Regions from separate parts of the Anser cygnoides genome. Here all the other regions are linked to region 1. The links are chromatin contacts, called in public Hi-C maps. All regions are on one chromosome and are shown on one strand. Each heading gives the region's core, a stretch centred on a gene start, on an enhancer-like site or on the middle of the called end of the contact. The rest is flanking DNA. Distances are from core to core; before and after follow the strand shown.

Region 1 (3,551 bases), core at 412-2,911:
TCGTGCCCGGGGCTCGCCGGGGGCAGGAGGCGGGCGGCAGCGCTCTGCTTCGCCACCGCCGCCCGCCCTCGGTGCCGCCGGTGCGGGGCAAAAGGAAAGAGGGCGGCGGAAGGAGGTGAAAAGCAAACAAACGAAAAAATCGACCCCGGCCCCCGGGAGCGCAGCTCCAGCAAAGATTTCTGTTCCCTGGGAGGAGGGAAAGCCGAGCCAAGGGGCAGAACGGGGATCTGCCACCCCGCCGAGCCGTGCTGCGGCCCCGCCGCCCCGCCGCTGCCTCCCGGGGGAGCGGGCAGAGCCCCGGCGGGGCGGGCGGGCACCGGCGGCCCGGGGGGTTCCTCCGCCCCGGTTCTCCCCGGCGGGGCTTCGGCCCCCCTCGGCCGAGGTCTCAGCAGTGGTTTGAGGATGGTTCCCTCTTCCCCTCCCCTTCCCTCCCTCCCTCTCGTGTTCCCCCCCCGGCCCCCGGGGGGGGGTCTGGGTTTGCGCAAAACCACAAGAGCTGCGGCCCCTTCGCCCCGGGGCTGTTGATTTACCCGAGGAGAGTCCCAAATAAGAAGCTGTTTGTGCTCGAGCTGGAACGCTGGAGGCTTTCTAAGAATGGCGCTTTTCTTACTCCTTTTTTTTTTTTTTAATTTTATTTTATTTTTATTGGTACATCGAACCAGCCTACAGCATTGCTGGCGTCTTTCCACCAGGTGCCTGGGGCTGAGAGGAAAATGCAGATGAATCTTAAAATTATGAGACAATTTCCCTCCCCTCCTCCTAGATAAAATAATGTTGAGAGACATTTGGTAAAAACTGACGAAGAAGGGATTCAGGCTGGAAATAGAAATCAGCTTCACCCCATCAGAGTGGTGGGGACCCTGAAAGGCCTTCCACAGGCAGGAAGCAACCAAAGCAGCTGGGAGATGGAGTTTGACTGGTTTGTGAACCAGCTTCTGAGATGGGGTTACCACCCACAGCAAGGGACTTGACCCCATGATCTAAAACGTCCCTCCTCAACCCTTTTCCTACAAAATAACTTGCACTTCTACACACCAAAAGAATCTCAAAGTACATTGCACACACTGAGCTGTTATGCTTCACACACTCTTGTAGGGACGGCTCTGCATCCCCATTCTACGGTAGAATTACCTGGCTTGGTCCAGGTGTCACTCTTGGAGCTGGGGGCACGCACTCGGTCAGACAGCCAGAGCTCACATCACCACCCAGCACTGCTCTGCTCACTGAGGTCCTGAGCGAGGCTGATGCTGTTAGAAACTGTGAGAAGGGTACCTGGCAGTACAAGAGGCTGCTTTGCAAGATCCAGGAAATACCAATTCTGGATGTTGTTTTAAAGCTAAGTATACAGTATCAGGAAACATACCTGGAACTGAAGGGTTTAGTTTTTGGACTCTCTCTGTTTGACTATTATAATTACTTAACTAAACTCCATTTAGTCTTGATAAGTAGCCCCTGTTCCTTTTAGAGAAATCTAGCTGAATTTACTGAAGGGTTTCCTGCTCACCTGATTTACAAAAGCAATCGTTTTCTTTCTGAATAAATGGAGAGCACTGGCTGATACTCATGCCTTCGATGTAGACAGAAAAACCCAGACTCGAATCTACTTGCTTTTCTTATGCAAATCTGCTCACAAGATTAGAAGGGAAAGCAAACAGCAGTTCCAACCTTAAGATCTTTCTTCTTTTTAGAGGCAGCCTGTTGTATAAATCTGAAACAGAAACTGTTTTCATTTGAAGATCAAATAGAAGTTATCTGGTGAAGCTGACAAACAGGGGCAGAATAATCTGTTTGCATTTTTGGGAAATGGATAGCTCTGGTTTTGTTTCAAGGCAAGTAACTTTTAAATAATATTTAACGAAATAATTGACCTTGATGTTTAAACTACAACTTCCTTCACGTCATTAAGCCCACTGTTTTTAAAAAAAAATGTTTAGTATCTGAACTCTGGCATTCATTCTGCTAATCTCATAATAACATTTGTTTCTTGTGGAATTTTGTTTGATGAACTCATCGGTGAAAGAGGAGAGAAAGAGTTCAGAACAACACAAGCTTCACAGCTCATTTATATTTTTCTCTCTCTGAAAAAAATAGCAAAAAGATACGCAGAATGACTTTTCAAGAATAATTTTTCAGATGGAGGGAACAAGGAGAAGCTTTGTACAGCTTTGTACAAGCCCTAGGAAAAACTGTGTTCTTTTAACATATAATCTGACTTTAAAAATGCATTGCAATCCTTGACTACAAATAATGATTTTGTGGAATTTGTCCTCATGATAATTAAGGTCTGAGTCTGCTTTTGAAATGTGAGAAAAATGGAAATAACTCCATAAAGTGTGTCTATCACATAAAGCTTTTAGGACAGCCTGATTCACACTATATCCTGCTCTTTGTTCAGCTGACAGATTTCCAACAGCAGAAAGAGGCACATTTCTGGGGGCTGCTATTATCTAAGCTAAATATGTACATTTTGGATCAGTTCTATTTTATTTGAACACTCACAACTTCTGCTTGGGGATCTTAAGCATGAAAGGATTGCAGAGATGTGCATTTTATTAGCTATCCATCAGTCTTTGTACATAGACAAAGGTAGCACATAAACACACACATTTACTAGGCTCTCTGCTCAGCAAGAGTTCAGAAAATTACATGCAATGTGATTTCAAATAAAAACAAACAAGCAACCAAACAGCAAACACATTACCATGCAAGCAAGCAAGCAAACAAACAAACAAGGTGGGGGGAAATAAAGTAATAAATGAACATGCAGAGTTTAGCCTAATTTTTGTTTGTCTGTAAATGAAAAACATTGTGGCAGCAGTGGATTCTTTTCTTTCTTTCTTTTTTTTTTTTTTTTTAAGTTACGTGATCCTTGAATTACAAAACACTGGTATCTACCTAAATGCTGTTGTGTACCCTGCACGTCATGTACTCATACACAGATGAAAGCTCTTCCTTTATCCCTGCTAGCACATACTTTTTCTCTCCAATGGGCTCCTCCTTTCAGTACGTGGATGTATGAGGAATCAGGTTGCTTTACTCTCAACAAAGGACACATAGCTACCATTTCTAGTGATTAAAAATATTTGAACTCCCCCCCCCTCCCCCCCTCCACCCCCTCCCCCACCCCCCACCCCAGTGCACAAACAGCTAGCTCAATAATGATTGCAGGCCCAGGATCTAGAGAACGTGATGGTGTTACACAACTGGAGATGTGACGTTTTCTGGCAATCCGAGCAGGGTCATGCTGAACATGGGACAATACAAATTACTTGTCAGGCATCATGTTGATACAGGTTGTCTCAAACTTCACATGAATGTCAAGCAGTGCAGGCAGGCATAAACAAAGTGGCAGAGTCATCTCCCACCTCAGCATTATCCTCTGTCTCTCACTCCCCTATTGCAGGACTGGCATCTCAGAGCGTCCCAGTGCAGCCCCTCGAGCTCCTGTCCAGCTCCTTGACCCCACATGCTAGGCACCATCTGACACAGGAGCAGCACTCACACCACAAGGGATGGTGTGTGCTTGCAGGAGATACAGCTATTGGGCAGGG
Region 2 (3,551 bases), core at 455-2,954, 100 kb before region 1:
CATAACTTTTTCCACTAAGTCTCTAATAAGCATTTAAATTTGAATTTTCAGTTTCCACTTTACTTTAGACAGAGCCTGCAGCAATTCATCCAATTCGTCAAAATCTTACTAACCTTTGGGACCGGCTATGGAGTTAAGACACTGTGATTTCCATGCCCTGCATAATGCGTTCCCTTCTGCGTCTGTTGATTTCAACCAGTTCCTGATAATACTTTCCTAGCAACCTGTCCATGTCTTGCTGCAGCCGCATAAAATATAACTCATTCAGTTTCACATCATGACAGTACACTCAGAGGAAAATCTAGGTTTACATACTCTTCAAATACATTTTAGTTGTACTTATTTTCCAAATTCTCTGAGAAATTCACCTACAATCCCTAATGAAAAAATGTGCAAAAATGTAAAACAGCAACAACAAACAAGATGTTAATACCCTACAAATACATGCTTACTGGTTGGGGAAAATAAGAATACTCCCTTCTTCCTTTACTCTCCTCTTTAGATCCTTCCTTTCTTCTGCCTCATTTAATACTAAAAGACTCAAGATGAACAAAGCATGAAGTCTGTGACACTCTCAATTGTGTTTCAGGTGCAATACACATTGATTTCCTTCATGCGATCATACCTTCTTCCATTGCACAGTCTGAGAAGCCATCCTGCCTATGACTGCTTTGCCAAAGGAACTTTCTCTTTACTCATCTCCTGGCTTAATAACCGCAGTGTTGCTCAGCATCTGCAATTGCAGTTTGTTGTATGTAACACATCATTTATGTACAGCTCTATAAGGTGGGTAAAGCATACTGCTTCCCACTTATTTTTATAAGCTGAACCTAATTAATGTCATTTGGTATGCCAGGGATAAGAGGACAGCTGGAAACCATCAAGGGAAAATGGGAGCAGTGCATTAGCTGTTTTTTTCAGTCAGCTGTTTTACTGCCCAAGGCGCACACACATGCACACCCTCTGCTTCATCTCTCAGGTCCAGTTCTGCTTTCTGTACTACCACTGCCACTCAGAAGTCAATAGAATTATTCCAGCTTTACAGGGGTATAACAGAGAACAGGCTTGGCCTGTATCCTACTGGCACTTGAAGCATTCCTGTTTTATCAAAATTTGATACTTAAAACATTCTGGGGATATAAATAATCAGGATAAAATAGCAATTAATACAACACACAATTGCCTTAGACTATGCCTAGAAATCTCATCCAGCTCACAAATAAAAGTCCACACAGTCAAGCCACAAGTCTCAGCCTACAGACTCTATCACATATCTTTGTCATATCTCCTGGAGACCAAACATGAGATTTATCCTAACCATAAGGAACAGAAGCAGCAAACTGAGGTTCACTGAAAATGCCATCCTACTGGTCTACTACTCAGCCCTGGGAACAGTTAGCCAGAACACTTCTGCTGACCTCAGCTTCTGGGATAGCTCCTCGCTTAACCCTGAACCTTTCACATACACATGAAGATAAACACCCGAAGTTCTACATACTAAGACTTAGACAAACACATTTTATGCCAAAGGGCATAGGCCAATAACCTGCAAAGATCCACACCCACACAGAATTGCACAATGGACCACACGTATTTTGGAGCATGGCATTTGCCTATCACTAAGAATTATCAAGCACCAGTCATTTCCAGAAACGGTTTGCTGCTCTCAGCGGATCAGTTACACTGCATTTATTTTTGCTCTAAGCAATACCTTCTATGCCAGTCATTCATACCAATTTGAGAGCTCACCCAGATCCTTTCCTCACCCTTTTCCAGGTCCTCAAACTCAAGAACATTTAATTCACCAAGTAGAATTCCTCTGGCTCCTCTGCAATCCTGATTTCAACTTTATCCTGAAGAGCTGCCAGAGGCATAGAGAGCCTACTCCACAGGGATCCCAAATTCCACAGTCTACTGAAGCTAAACACTACATGGCAGCAAATCTTTCAAAAGAAAGAGGCTCCATAAAACACCATCAGAGATCTAACATTTCAAACAAGAATTCATGCATCATTTGTAACCTGTTCAAGCCTGGACACTAAGCTGATGCACAGTTCTCTTCTGATCCTCAAAAGCCAAGCACCAGGTACCTCACTGGTGCCTTGGGTCTAAGCTCTGATCCAATGGATGGCAAGTGGATGGAGCCCAGCAAGACCAGTACTCCTGTCAAGAGTGGCAGAACTTTCCTCCTAGTTCCACCACTTGCAGAGTAAGCAATACACCATTTAATTGGCATCCTAAGTAACTCTTTCAGAACAGATACAAAGAATAGAAGCTGAAGAAGCAGCTCCTGAATTCATCCAAAATGCTAAATTAAAAGATATTTTGTAGATTTTCAACTGCCGTTCAAAAGGCCTAACTAACAATCCGATTAATCTCAAAATAATAAAAGCCCTTAATCTAACATATATCAGCAAATTCCTGTTTCTCTCTTTTCTAACAAAAATAACAACACTTTAGTTGCCAGTGCATTAATAAGATCCTATTTCTGCTCCAGAGACTGAATCAAACCTTTGTTCTTCACAGCAAAGGATTAAGAAGGTTGCTATTTTGGTAATGAGATGTGGTAGAGGTACTTACTTCGTAGCTGAGATCCAGGCTGGATGCCTGAGAAAGGAATAAACTCTGTTACCTCAGATGAACTTTATTCTTATAATTGGTATATCAAACTCTGCTGGTATGATGTGTGTCATTAGCAATAAAAGACAGACTATTCATGAATAATTACAATTTTATAGTGTTTAAGCTCATTCACAAAATGTGCCCTATGTTGTACAGAAAGTCATGGATGTAGATTATAACGTAGCTAAACATACACCCGTAATAAATAAGAAAAAAATTACTTACTTTCTAGGTAAGTTATTGGTCAGCTGCTTCTTTTTTTCCACTTTTTTTTTTTTCTGGATATCTGGATATATGCTTTTAACAGCACATCATGGAGAAAAGCTGTCATAAAGTGGCACAAGAAAAAAGAACTGTCAGGAAAAACAGCACATGGACAGGGACAAATGAGAGAACACTCTGAAAAGAAGATCAAATCATAGGACACAGATCCAAGTGCTGAGGCACCAACTTGGTGCCCAGATGATTGAGAAAACTGTTTGTGAAGCTGGAAAAGGAAGCACTGACCTGTGAAAATGAAAGCAACTTCATGAAAACATTAGTCATGTCACAAATATGTTGTTTATAGTTATCATAACAACATTTTTATTAAACAAACATGTTTAGTATATAAAGTTGTTGCAAGCAAAACATTTCCAAAGGACTAGGGTAGGTAAGACAGTGTGGTTAGAAGCTGGCACCGCTTTATAATTACATAGGCATTAACTTATTGCACTTAGAAATGGAAATGTTTGGGGCTCACATCAGACGAGGTCCAAATTTCTGAATGAAAAGTATTATTGCAACAAAATCTAGGATCATCTTCATATATAGCAAACGGAAACAGAAGTGAAAATAAACAAAGCCTCAATATCTCACTTGCATCCTGCCTGTTGGCTGATGACATGACAAAGGACTTTGAAAAAATGACAAAAATGAAACAATTTACT
Region 3 (3,551 bases), core at 349-2,848, 67 kb after region 1:
AGTCATGCCTGCATAGCAGAGGGCAGCACTGGGTGTTCTGGGCAACCCTAACACCCCTTTCTGAAGAAGCTGGTGAGGAAATGATGTTCACACCACAAGCTGGGAACCCTGCATCAATGGAGTGGCAAGGCTGTGAGCAGAGCCATCGGTTTTTGCCTAGTATTGTGTCTAGACACCAAACTAGATTTAAGCCGCATACCTCTGGTACAGGTCTCCATCTAGCCCAGCAAGAAGGAATTTATGGGCTATAAATTCCTCCTGCCTGGGTAAAGACTGGAGGCAGCTAGTCTGTGCTCGCCTCTGTGTACTGCAAGCATTTCACCACAGGTAACACAGCCCCCAACCCTAAAACTGGTGTTCGCACATCTGCTCTGTGGACGGGACACACGGGTCCACCCGACATTGCCCACGACATGCCTCTTCACCCCGCTGCTTGAGGACTTCGCTAGGCCCGCTGATGCAAGGGGCTGGGATTTCTACTTCGCAGGACAACACAACACAATACTGCTGCTTCCTCCTGAGTTGCTGCGAGGGGGCTTCGAGGCTTCCATCTCACCTGGGTGCAGTGGGCGACGTAGTGGGGGCCGCGGCCGGCTGTCCCCACTGCCGACGGGATGGGTTCCAGGGGACAAGCCCAGAGGACGGGACGGGACGGGACGGGACGGGACGGGACGGGACGGCAGCCCCGGGAACGCTACGCCGGCCCCATCCAAGCCGCCGTCGAGCTCTCCCGACGGCCTCCTGCGGCACGGCCCGGCCCCGCCTTCACACCCGGCCGGCCCCGCCAGGCAGCGGACACCCGGGGGCCGGGGGGGTGGCAGGGTCCGGCGGCTCCCCCCCTCCGCCGCCACCACCACCGGCACGGCCGCCGCCGCTTCTCGGGCAACAGCTCCCCTTAGCGGCCGCAGCGCCGCCCGCCGCCCGCCCCTCCTCCGCCGCGGGCCAGCGCCCGCCGGCCGGAGCCCACCTGGCACCCCCTGAGCCCCGCCGCGGGGCCGGGGCAGCGCCCGCCGCCCGCCCCGTCCCGTCCCGTCCCGTGCGCCCCGTGCGCCCCGTCCGTCCCGTCCTGTCCCGTCTCCTCCCGTCCCGTCCCGCCCCGCCGCGGGAGGATGCGGGCGAGACCGCGGGTTCGAGCTCCGGTGTCCCCGGTGCCCGGTTGTGGCCGTGCCCGCTTGTGGCTGTGCCCGGTTACGACCGTGCCCGGGCCGCGGGCTGAGGAGCGGGGAGGGACGCGGCGCGGAGCGGGCTGCCCGTCCCTGACACCTGCGGGCGCCGCCGGGACGGCGCTGCCCCGGCCCCGCTCCTGCGCGGCCCCGACCCCGCTGTCGGGGCGGGGGAGTGGGGGGGGGGCCGGGCTGCGCCTGTTGCATTGTCCCTGGCGGGGCTGGCAGCGAGCGGCCGCCGCTATCTGCGGCCGGGGACCCCGGCCGTGCCCTATCGCGGACTCTCTGCTGGGGCCTGATAGCGGCTGCTCCCTGCTCGGCTGCACGTCCCCTCGCAGCTCCCGCCGGGGCTCTCTCCCCCTTTGTCTGTGTATTTTTAGGTCATTAGAGTGGAGGGGTAGGTAATCCCCAGGCTCAAGTTCCAGAGGGGCGGGTTCTGGCCGGAGGTGGAGTCACTTTTCATTTAAATCCCTGACTATAAAATGGGCTTAAAGAGAAGCGGGATCTCAGCCGTGCCGCGCAGACCCCGGCAAGCAGGGTACGTGGGGGCCCCCGGGCAGCCGGCGCCCCGCAGCACCAGCCGCGACGATGCTCCACTCCCTCGGCGTTCACACCTTGCAGCTGCTCACCCAGGCGGCCGCCTGCATCCTCCTCTTCCCCCGCTTCCTGCTCACCGCCGTGATGCTCTGGCTCCTAGATTTTCTGTGCATTAGGAAGAAGATGCTACTGATGCCCACGGCGGAGGAGGTGGCCAGAGCCAGCGAGGGGCCGCCCCCCGACGACCCCCCGGTCTGCGTGTCCGACTCCAACCGCATGTTCACGCTGGAGTCGCTGAAAGCCGTGTGGCACGGGCAGAAGCTGGACTTCTTCAAGTCGGCGCACGTGGGCTCCTTGGCCCCCAACCCCGAGGTGATCCAGCTGGACGGGCAGAAGAGGCTCCGCATCCTGGACTTCGCCCGCGGCAAGAGACCCCTCATCCTCAACTTCGGCAGCTGCACCTGACCCCCGTTCATGGCCCGCCTCCGGTCCTTCCAGCGCCTGGCCGCGCACTTCGTGGACATTGCCGACTTCCTGCTGGTGTACATCGAAGAAGCACACCCCTCCGACGGCTGGGTCAGCTCGGACGCAGCCTACAACATCCCCAAGCACCAGTGCCTCCAGGACAGGCTGCGGGCAGCTCAGCTGATGAGGGAAGGGGCGCCCGATTGCCCCCTGGCCGTGGACACCATGGACAATGCTTCCAGCGCCGCCTACGGTGCCTACTTCGAGAGGCTCTACGTCATCCAGGAGGAGAAGGTGATGTACCAGGGAGGCAGAGGACCAGAGGGCTACAAGATCTCGGAGCTCAGAAGCTGGCTAGACCAATACAAAACCCGGCTCCAGAGCCCCAGCACGGTGGTCATCCAAGTGTAAAAAGGACCTGGCAAAAGGCGCAGGGGCGGAGAGGGGAGGGGAGGGCGGGAGGAGAGGTGGCGAGGGAGAAGGCACCGCGACGCGGATGGCAGGAGCCCTCCTCCCCGGGGACACTCGAAGGAGGCTGCCGTGCGAGCTTTCGAGCAAGATGTGCCATAGTCCTTTCTCTATTCAAATCATGTTGATTTGCCAGCCACGCTCTGTCGATACTGTATTCCCATGTGCGTTTTGTAAATAACTCTTCTTTTTTTTTTTTTTTTCTTTTATTTGGAGAAGCGTTTACTAATTTTTAAGGAGGCTCTCTTCCTTCGGGATCTGTTCCCAGCTGCGTGTGTGCGCGGGTGTGTGTCTGAAAAGTTGTGTACAAGTGCTCCGTGCTGCCTAGCAAGTGCTAACTGGGATTTCTAGTATTTCTTTGTGATGACCGATTTTGAAATGGGTTTCTCTAATGCCAGGAAATCGCGTCTGATGTTGTCAAGTACTAGAACTGCCAATAGCCAGAGCTGAACGGAATGTCCTATTTATGGGGGGGTTTTGTAAGACGTTCGTTCACCTTTTTTTTTATGAATTTTTTTAAATAATAAAGGTTGAGTAAATACACGTCTAACCTTGCCCGTCTCTCTATCTCGCTCCAGAGCGCCACATTCACTTTCCCTTTTGCCTACCTTGTAGCGTCCTCTTCGCGGCCGAGGAGGGGAACGCGAAGCGGCCGGAGGGAGAGGATGCGCAGCTGGGGGCGGCGAGCAGGGCTGCGGCAGGACCCGGAGAAGAAGGGGGGCACTGAGGGTCCCCAGGGGAAAAACACACCTCCGGGGCTCCCGCGGGAGGGGGAACGGCGCTGGCCCTAAAACCCACACCCGAGGGACTGCGCGCTCCTTCATTCACCCCGCCGAGCCGCCCCCCGGGGCTGCGCCCGGCGAGAGCGAAGGTGCACAGGTGAACCTCGGCCAAAACAAGTGAACCTCAGCCAAAACT

Evidence for each region. Hi-C and Micro-C count contacts between places; a contact is called where the count stands out from the background.
Region 2: a contact with region 1 is called in a Hi-C map of liver, with 20 times the contacts expected there. The contact joins two enhancer-like sites. A contact is called at or near these places in 4 of 7 Hi-C or Micro-C datasets (granulosa cells and liver).
Region 3: a contact with region 1 is called in a Hi-C map of liver, with 5 times the contacts expected there. The contact joins the promoter of DIO3 here to the enhancer-like site in region 1. A contact is called at or near these places in 3 of 7 Hi-C or Micro-C datasets (fetal liver and liver).

Annotation. Positions count from the first base shown.
Region 1 is chr5:55,046,495-55,050,045 of Taihu_goose_T2T_genome, forward strand. No RefSeq gene overlaps it. Among named protein-coding and RNA genes, the nearest start is that of DIO3, 67 kb to the right of the region's middle. Within about 2 kb of position 1,662, at least 1 of the 3 cell types and tissues checked has open chromatin away from gene starts, as enhancers often do. A contact at or near this core is called in liver, where this site is marked.
Region 2 is chr5:54,943,052-54,946,602 of Taihu_goose_T2T_genome, forward strand. It overlaps LOC106047813 (a long non-coding RNA gene), which reads right to left. Exons shown (of 17, transcript XR_010832008.1): 5 at 2,848-2,946. Among named protein-coding and RNA genes, the nearest start is that of DIO3, 170 kb to the right of the region's middle. Within about 2 kb of position 1,705, at least 2 of the 3 cell types and tissues checked have open chromatin away from gene starts, as enhancers often do. A contact at or near this core is called in liver, where this site is marked.
Region 3 is chr5:55,113,648-55,117,198 of Taihu_goose_T2T_genome, forward strand. DIO3 (iodothyronine deiodinase 3) reads left to right here and starts at 1,599. Exons shown (of 1, transcript XM_013199473.3): 1 at 1,599-3,183. The coding sequence starts at 1,752. The coding sequence ends at 2,576.